Linked DNA regions of Mus musculus: region 1 is linked to region 2. Evidence: chromatin contacts called from public HiChIP or PLAC-seq data. All regions are on one chromosome and are shown on one strand. The core of a region is the stretch at or near the end of the contact, and the rest is flanking DNA. Distances in the headings are between cores, read along the strand shown. Region 1 holds the start of Cfh (complement component factor h). Region 2 holds the start of F13b (coagulation factor XIII, beta subunit).

What was found. HiChIP or PLAC-seq counts read pairs in DNA pulled down with a chosen protein or histone mark.
Region 1: a contact with region 2 is called in an H3K27ac HiChIP or PLAC-seq map of embryonic stem cells, with 3 times the contacts expected there. The contact joins the promoter of Cfh here to the promoter of F13b in region 2. A contact is called at or near these places in 5 of 39 promoter capture datasets (the 3T3-L1 cell line, cranial neural crest, embryonic stem cells and 2 more), 1 of 15 datasets of contacts at CTCF or cohesin (large pre-B cells) and 4 of 115 datasets of contacts at active chromatin or transcription factors (all in embryonic stem cells).

The regions. Positions count from the first base shown.
Region 1 is chr1:140,180,480-140,185,015 of GRCm38.p6, forward strand. It overlaps Cfh (complement component factor h), which reads right to left and starts at 2,932. Exons shown (of 22, transcript NM_009888.3): 1 at 2,686-2,932. The coding sequence starts at 2,797.
Region 2 is chr1:139,500,119-139,504,496 of GRCm38.p6, forward strand. It overlaps F13b (coagulation factor XIII, beta subunit), which reads left to right and starts at 1,589. Exons shown (of 12, transcript NM_031164.2): 1 at 1,589-1,694; 2 at 3,643-3,843. The coding sequence starts at 1,628.

The DNA of each region.
Region 1 (4,536 bases), core at 1,682-4,181, 680 kb after region 2:
GGAAGGAAGGAAGGAAGAAAGGAAGAAAGGAAGGAAGAAATAAAGAAAGAAGAAAGAGGGGGAGGAAGGAAGGAAGGAAGGAAGGAAGGAAGGAAGGAAGGAAGAAAGGAAGGAAGGAAGGAAGAAAGAAGAAAGAGGGGGAGGAAGGAAGGAAGGAAGGAAGGAAGGCAGGCAGGCAGGCAGGCAGGCAGGCAGGCAGGCAGGCAGGCAGGCAGGCAGGCAGGCAGGCAGGCAGGCAGGCAGGCAGGCAGGCAGGCAGGCAGGCAGGCAGGCAGGCAGGCAGGAAGGCAGGCAGGCAGGCAGGCAGGCAGGCAGGAAGGAAGGAAGTAAGGAAGGAAGAAAGGAAACTGGATTCACCGTTCTTCCTTTGGTTACTATTTTTTAATTATGAATTCTGCTTTTTACATTTTTTGTTAAGGTTATTACTATTTGTTATTTGCGTGGGTGGAACACACAGTTGGCCAGCCTGCATGAGGAAACTGGAGCTCCGTCTGCAGGAGGCTTTATTCCTCCTTTGGCCAGGTGGGGCCCATGGATTGAGCAAGATCATTACTGTGTTTACGCTACGCCCAATTAACATTGGTTTTAAAAGAATGGTGATCTTTATCAGAGCGAAAAGACTCCTGGAATCTTTTCTTCCCTGTTTAGGAAAGCCTAATAGCATTTCACAAACTTTTTTTTTTTAAATCAGCTTAATAGCATTGTGGGAAACAAAGCAAATATTGAAGTGTATACACACATACATAATTAAACATAACTGTTTTAATTGATCCAAGCTCTTCTGTCTGGTGAAATTTCTGTTAAGTTGATAGACTGATTAAATTATTTACACTTGAGATAGACACAGGCTACAAGCCAAGCAAAGACTAAAGTGAGACTACTGTGCCCACAGAGAATCCATGAAACTTCATACCCCTGCCTCTGTATTATGTGTACTTTATCCATATCGTGAGGTTACCCTACATACTGTTTTAAACACTAAACTCCCAATTCATCTCTAACTGGACAGCTGGAGAAGCAGTAATGTATACCTTGTAACTGCCCAACTCATCAGCGGGAACTGGCACCACATGTGACTACATACAAAAATTCAGATCCAGTAATAAACAAAAAAATTATCTTATATCCATGGCATAAATGAGGGTTTTTAAATCATTAACATTAAAGTATCATGTAAACATCATGACACTTCCCTTTTGATATTGAAATTCTGCTTTGTAATTATGTAAGCATATTAATTCAATTTGCATCAATTAAGATTTAAAAATTAGATAAAAATAAAATACTTCTTTCTTTAATCATATGTATCTAAAGAAATCTCTTAGTAAGCATTATTATTCAAGTAGAGCATCAAAATAAAAGATGAAACATTGACTTTGACAAAATAAAAAGTTGAGTTATGTTTGGTAATATCACCATTGATTTAGAATTACTGGTCAATATTTCATTTTAGCAATACTTATATTTTCATACACAAGGAAATGACTGCCTTAATCTTAAATATAAGATTCAAAAGCTAAAATATAAGGAATAATATTAGAAAATATGATTTAAAAAGTTTACTCTTTCAAAAAGTATTAAATACCCTTAAATATTTTTTTAGAATTTTACAAAAAGATATAACTAAGAATCTGTATCTATTCTTCTTCCCAGATTTGGTAAATATTCAGTCAGAGGTTGTTAGAATTCTTTAGTGAAGAGGCTACAGCAAAGCCTCAAGTTACAAAGCATTAGCTAAGAGAAACATTTAAGGAAATTATTAAAGTTATGTCATTCACTTGAAATAAAAAGTCAGGGATGGCAGTCACTCCCACCTGTAACCTCAGCCCATGGGAGGCTGTCAGGAGGACTACAGTGAGTCCAAGGGTGTAGTGACACCCTATCTTAAACAATCAAAACACAAAGAAGAGTTAATTAATTGTTTTTTCACATAACTAGTTGCCTATCATAAATTAGCAGAGTAAACTCTTTCGATGGATAAACTAAGCAATTTTTGGTAGAATTTAAGTGAATAATAAAGTCGGAATTTCTGTTACTGCCATGAAAGAAGAACTCCAACACTCATATTACCTACCTCAAAATGGCTTTCAGAAGCAAATATGCCTCACATGTACTCTCAGAAAACAAAACCAGGAACAAATCAGATCCTTCCAATACTGTGTACAGATTATCTGTCAAATTTTATAATCATTTTATCTCATGCTTGCAGTTCTTATGAACAAAACTTTTAAAGCCATGGCAGTATCAGTAAAATGATGTATTTATGAAGGGTTAGAAATATGCCTGAAATAAATCCACTCATTAAAATAAAAGTGAATGCTTTCATTAAGTTTGGATGTTTACATATTTCTTACTAGTTTTACATAAAATATTTCAGGGACACTCATGAACAAAACAGGAGCCTGTATCATGATAACTAAAAGTTGAATGACTATGCCCAATTATAGATTGCAAATGGTTGTTTAAAGCACTGTCTCGAGTTTTACATTTCGCCAAATTATCAACTACAATAGTCAAATGAACAGTTTACAGTTTTTAAACTTACCACCCAAATCCACTAAGTAACAGACTAGTAATTACATATATTTTCCAGACATAATTTGAATGATTGCTGTGAGAAACATTTTCTGCAAATGTTTTATAATTTGGCTCAGCAAGAAGGAGAAAAGAATGTTTCCAGCTTACCTTCTGCTGCACAAACAGTCCATAATATAAGCCAAATAATTCTTGCTGACAGTCTCATAATTTGGATCTTTCTGGGACCAACTGACTCCAAGAGAAATCTGTGCTGTACCATCCAGTTCCTCTCTGCTATGAACTGTGGTCACAGCAGGGAAAGACTTGCTTCAAAGGGAAGTTGAAAGTCAGTTTAGGAAATCAGGATTGCTCCGCCCATGAGCAACTTCTGCAAAGTAAACTAAAATAGTAGACCACAAGTCCAGCAGCATGGGCGTTTTATCTCTTGTTGTTACTATGCCCTGTCAGTGACCTGCTGGATTGTTCTTGTAAATCACAGCTTGTTTTGCTTGGAAACAAGTTCACATTTCTGGAAATGTGAGCAAGGGCTGGATTTCATAATCCTTTAAATTGTGTTCTACTGTGGACAAACCACAGAACAGAAAGCATGAAGGCACATTTAAAAATCATTGAGAGAACTTCAGTTAGGCAGTGTTTTCAGGACCAACACCCATGCATACATAATACAGAAATGTTGAAAAGATTGTCATGCTAATGGATGTTGATTATGGGATTGGTTTTCTAAAATTAATGAATTGAATCTCCCAAGAAATTCTTTTTATATGTGTGAAGCAACTGGTCTGTGAGGACCTTGGTCTAGCAAACTTTATATGCCCCAGTACAGGGGAAAGCCAGGGCCAAGAAGTGGGAGTGAGTGGGTAGGGAAGCAGGGCTGGGGTGGGGAGGGAGGGTATAGGGGACTTTTGGGATAGCATTTGAAATGTAAATAAAGAAAATATCCAATAGAAAAAGGAAAAAAATAAGTAAAAAAAACCCATCAACTTGAAATGCTAATTTTCTAACTTGTCATTGAGGTATTTTATAGTAAGAAATATAGAGGTGGAAAAAAAGTGTCAGCAGCATGCTGAATTGATGCAGAACTGAGGCAGATATTCAACTCCCAACCTAATAACCTTGGTACCCTCTGTGCCCTCCAGGTTTCCTTCCACCCACTGTCAGTGTTTCTAAGAACATGGACTGTATTTACCTGTACTTTATGTAATTTACTCCTGTATTTACGTAGAACTGTGTTTGTTGGACATGGCTCCTAACTGTTCATTTGTCATTCTATGTAATATTCAATTATTTGAATATAGCACAATTTTTAGTTGTTCCTGTACATGGTAAGGACAGATTTCAGCTTGAAAATAGTACAAATTGGGCTACGAATGTTAGATAGTGTGGGGTTTGGTAAGCTGTTGTAGCTCAAGCATATAGATGAGTTAACTGAGCATAGAGCACTTAAACACTTTCTTAAAGCCATAAACTGTCAGGAGTGCGATACTCAAGCTGATGGTCTAATATCCAAAGTCTATACAGAACGGCGTTTTCGGATGGCTTGTTTTCTATTTCATTAAATGTGTAGGAATTCAACTGCCAGTAACTCATTGTAGTAGTTGCGTGTCTTGTGGATGTGACAAGATGCCAGAGAAAGCTGCTAAGGGAAGGATAGGTGTATTTCTTTCTTTTTTTTTTTTTTTTGGAAAGGTGTATTTCTGCTCACAGTTCCCAAACAGAGAGCCTGCCAATCAGGGAAGAACAGCCTAGGAGCATCCGGTCACGTGGTGACAGCAGTCCTGTTACAGAGAGCAGTGATGAATGTTGCTGAGCTCATTTTGGTTTTCTTCAGTCATGGACCCCTCCCCATGAAAGACACTGATATCAGAACAATTTACAAACCCTCAAATTCAGAGTGTTTAATATTAATCATGTCACAAGAGCTTAGTGTCCTGACATGCTGTTCATTTTGTCAAAGAAATTTGACAGAAGTTTTCAAAAGTTTGCCAATAATAAAAACTT
Region 2 (4,378 bases), core at 339-2,838:
CAAAATTTAAATCAAAATAGCAGTGCCTTTGGGCTTTCAGAACTGTGAACTTAAGAAACACATTTTCTTTGAGTGCTGAGAATCAGTCATAGCGAAGACACAAAGAACTAAAATACCTGTCAAGACTGAATCAGAAAAAAACAAAACAAAACAAAAATTAGACAAATTAGAACAGACTTAAACTGAACAAGAAATTAAGAACAGAAAATCTAAAGACCTTTTCTAGATGGCGGTTTCTCCCAAATATTTTGAGATCAACTAGAACCACCTTGCTTTCATTGTGTCCAGAAAGAAGCAAAGAAGTTTCCAGACTCCTTCAGTAAAGCCAGCATCACAGGATACCAAAGCCGGACAAGGCTATTCCTGATGAACAGACACCAGCACAAACAGGAAATTAGTAAACGCAGGAGAGCACTGAATGGAGTGTATACCACCAACTAGGACTTGCTCTTGAGATACAAAGATATGTTAAATAAGGAACCTAATCAATATACCACAGCAAAGACCAGAAGGTTGGGGCAGCAGTTTAATACTGGGCACTGCTATGCTTTGAATATATATTCCGAATAATCACATGTAGGACCCAAAGTTCTGTAACACAATAGTTTTCAGAGGTGAAGCCTAGGTGAAAAGAGTTGAGAGCTTTTGGTGCAGCTTCTAAGAACTTGACATTTGTCACTGGGCTGGGACAAGAAGTAGGCTCAGATAAGAATATTAGAAACACGGACCGTGGGGCTTTACTTAATTATTATCTTGTGTGATCTCTTTGCTTACTACTTTGCTTGACTGCTTTCTTGTGTGATCTCCTTGTTTACTACTTTGCTTGATTACTTTGTCTTTGATCTAAGAACCGACCATGTTTTTTGAATGTTGCTAGAAAGGTATAAAAGCAGGCTGGAGAAAAATAAACCTGCCTCAGCCTCAGTACAGGTTGGAGTCGCGCTATAATTTTGTCTAGCTGTTTTTCTTTTTCAATCCTCTCTCCCTCACTTGAGACCTTGAAGACTGACTGAGTTGGCTAGGTCAGGAAAGTGTTTAGGCTGTGGAGACAGGGTCTTTATAACTTGTCCATAGTGGTCATTCAAAACTTTCTCATAAGTGAGTAATACTGTAATACCCAAATACAGCACATATTGTGCCTTACTGCTTTTATAATTTGCTGTCATACTTTAAGAGAAGATCATTTATAATTTGGGAGACTACAGGCCAAACAATGTATTTTCATATCAAGTGTCCACTGCCTCATGCTCTCTAAGTTCATCTTTGCTCAGTTCAAAGCTTGTAAACAGCAGCGAGCAGGTAGACTTTGCCCTAGGAATAAATAGTTGTGACTCTGACTTGAAATATACCCTTCCGTATTTGGCCTGTATTCATTATTTATGCTGCTGTCATTTTTTTGCCTATGTTGCCTCATATGTTCTTATTAAACTCAGAAAATTATTGTCAGCTAATACTGGCACAATATTTTCAATTATTTGAGACTAGTTTAAGTAAAATGTTACCTCGTTCCAAAGGTACTTAGACAGACATTGTAATTATTAACTTGTTTTGTCAAGAGAAGTATTGAGTATTTAGTAATGAGATCCTGGGTGCTTTAGAGCTGTAAAAATCTTCATGAGACACACTGATGATGACGCTGAGACACTTGCCATTTATTCTTTTATTAATCCTCTCAGGAGAACTCTATGCAGAAGGTAAAATTCTTTTATTACTCTTTATTCTCTAAAATACATATAGAGAAGAGAGAGTCTAAGTGTCATCTAAGTATCATAGTTCTTGAATTTTGACCTAATATTTCACTTTCACATGCCAGTTTTGTAATGCATGCTTTACATAAAAGTAACTTGTTTAAACATCTTGATAATGTTTCTTTGGAATCCTTTATTTCTCTAGATTTGGGAGCACGGGGAGCCAGGGTCTAACTACTTTAAAGTGTTTTCTGGTTTATTAGTTATTCGCCAAATTAATGCTGATAATGCTGGTAATCTGGTCAATTTGAAAGTCACATATTTGCCTTAATTATAATTTTAGGCAAGGATCTATGCATAATAGTAACACTTGCATAAGTTTAGTTCTCTCCTCTTTTTAAGAGGAGAGAATATAATGTGGGAAATTTGAAAAAGAACAAAATCACTAGCAAGGTTTCTCCTCATGATTCTATTTTCTTTGGAGTTATTACATAGGGATTATTTTGATGCCAATATTGTTGATTATAGAAACAGGGATATTGGGAGACAGTGAGAGATATGAGTCTGTCAAAATAATGCTATAAATCAAATTGTCCAGAGATATCAACACTACAGATTTGATGTATCAGCCAGGACAGTGAGCCCATTGGTTGGTGTTGTCTCTTCTTTCCAGAGCAGTGGCCCTTGTGGCCATCACTGTCCTCCATAGCAGCTACTTTGGGTCTTACCATGGTAAACGTGTGATTATGCATGGGAAATACTAGAATGTTTGGGAACTTGACTGTGTGTGTTTCACTAGATGCTGACAATGGTGTGGTGACTATAATTTTGTCTTGTTTTTCTCAGCTCTGGCTGACATTATCATTATTTTCTTTCTAAGGCAGCAGAACATGGAGGTAACCATTCTGACTTCATTACCATGGGACACTTTGCCTCCTCAAACAAGTCACATGGCTTATATGCAACTAGGTTCTTTCATTCATTATTACCCTTTTGAAAATGATTTGAAATTATAGGCGTCTATCAAGCCCACTCTATTGGAAGATTGTCTAAACTAGTGGTTCACAACCTGTGAGCTATGACCCCTTTGGAGTCATGTATCGGATGTCCTGTATATCAAATATTTACATTATGATTCACGACAGTAGCAAAACTATACTTAGGAAGTAACAAAATAATTTTATGGTAAAGGGATCATAACAACATTAACTGTATGTATGAAAGGGTCACAGTATTAGGAAGGTTGTGAACCACTAGTCTAAACTAGTGGAGGTGTGTAAGCTATATGCAAAATTTTAATCGCTGAATGTAAAAGATTTGATCATCCATGGGTTTTGGCATCTATGGGGAGCCTTGGAGTCAACTCCCTGCCAATACAGAGTATCAACTGCATGGTTACTGAGCACTGAAACAGTTGATCCAAGCAGAGCTGATCTGTGAATGGAAGGCCTGCTGGATTTAAAAAGTGTGAACAAAGAATATAGAACACTTTAACATATTAGATTAAATAAACCCTATTATTAAAGCAAAGTAAGCATTCATTTTTATTTTTACTCTTACCAGTGTAACTTTCAGAAGTGTTAAAATTGCATGTGGGATGACATGGTGTATCTATGAGAGTGTTCTACAAAGCAAGGACAAGCTTCCAAGAAGTCACCGGTCAGTTACTCTGAGTAACACAGCTGTTCCGAATTGCCAGTTTATATAAAGAGCAGTGGGCATTATATTAGATATTTAGACTGAGACAGTATCACTTCTAAACTTAGGTTATGAAAGTAAGTGCAAACTGAAAGATCTGCCGAAACAAAAAACAAAAACAAACAAAACCAAAAACCAAAACCAAAACAAAAAAAGCAACAAAACCCCCTCAACCTTTTAGAAATGTTGTTTCCTCATGAGTTTTATGGGTTTTTGAATGTTTTTCTGTTTTCAGCTTGAGTTTTCCTCATTTCAGAGAAACAGTGTGATTTTCCTACCGTGGAAAATGGAAGGATTGCCCAATATTATTATACGTTTAAAAGCTTTTACTTCCCCATGAGCGTAGACAAAAAACTATCATTCTTCTGTTTGGCTGGCTATGCAACCGAAAGTGGGAAGCAAGAAGAGCAAATCAGGTGCACAGCAGAAGGCTGGTCTCCAAACCCAAGGTGCTACAGTAAGTCAGTGCGTGCTGTCAGCACTCGTTCCCGAGAAAAGAATGTTTATTTATATTAAATATGATCACTGATTAAACTTTATATACATAAATAACAAGAAAAGTATGGTTATAAAATACCCTACATAAAATTCTGTAAATGAGCTGCTATTAACAATAAGTCGTTTTATTTGGTTTTAATAGCACTTGGGAAGAAATACCAAAAATGTACACGTAAGCCGGGCGGTGGTGGCGCACGCCTTTAATCCCAGCACTTGGGAGGCAGAGGCAGGTGGATTTCTGAGTTCGAGGCCAGTGTGGTCTACAAAGTGAGTTCCAGGACAGCCAGGGGGCTATACAGAGAAACCCTGTCTCGAAAAACAAAACAAAAACAAACAAACAAAAAAGTACACCTAAGTAGCTAAAAATGTACAGAATAAGAGATTCTTATTTTTACAGAATGAGCCTTCCTAATGTTTATTTGTGTATATTTGTCACTCATTTGTGTGGCCACTTTTCTTTCTCCTACCCACTGAAAGCTGCAGGTGGCTTCCCT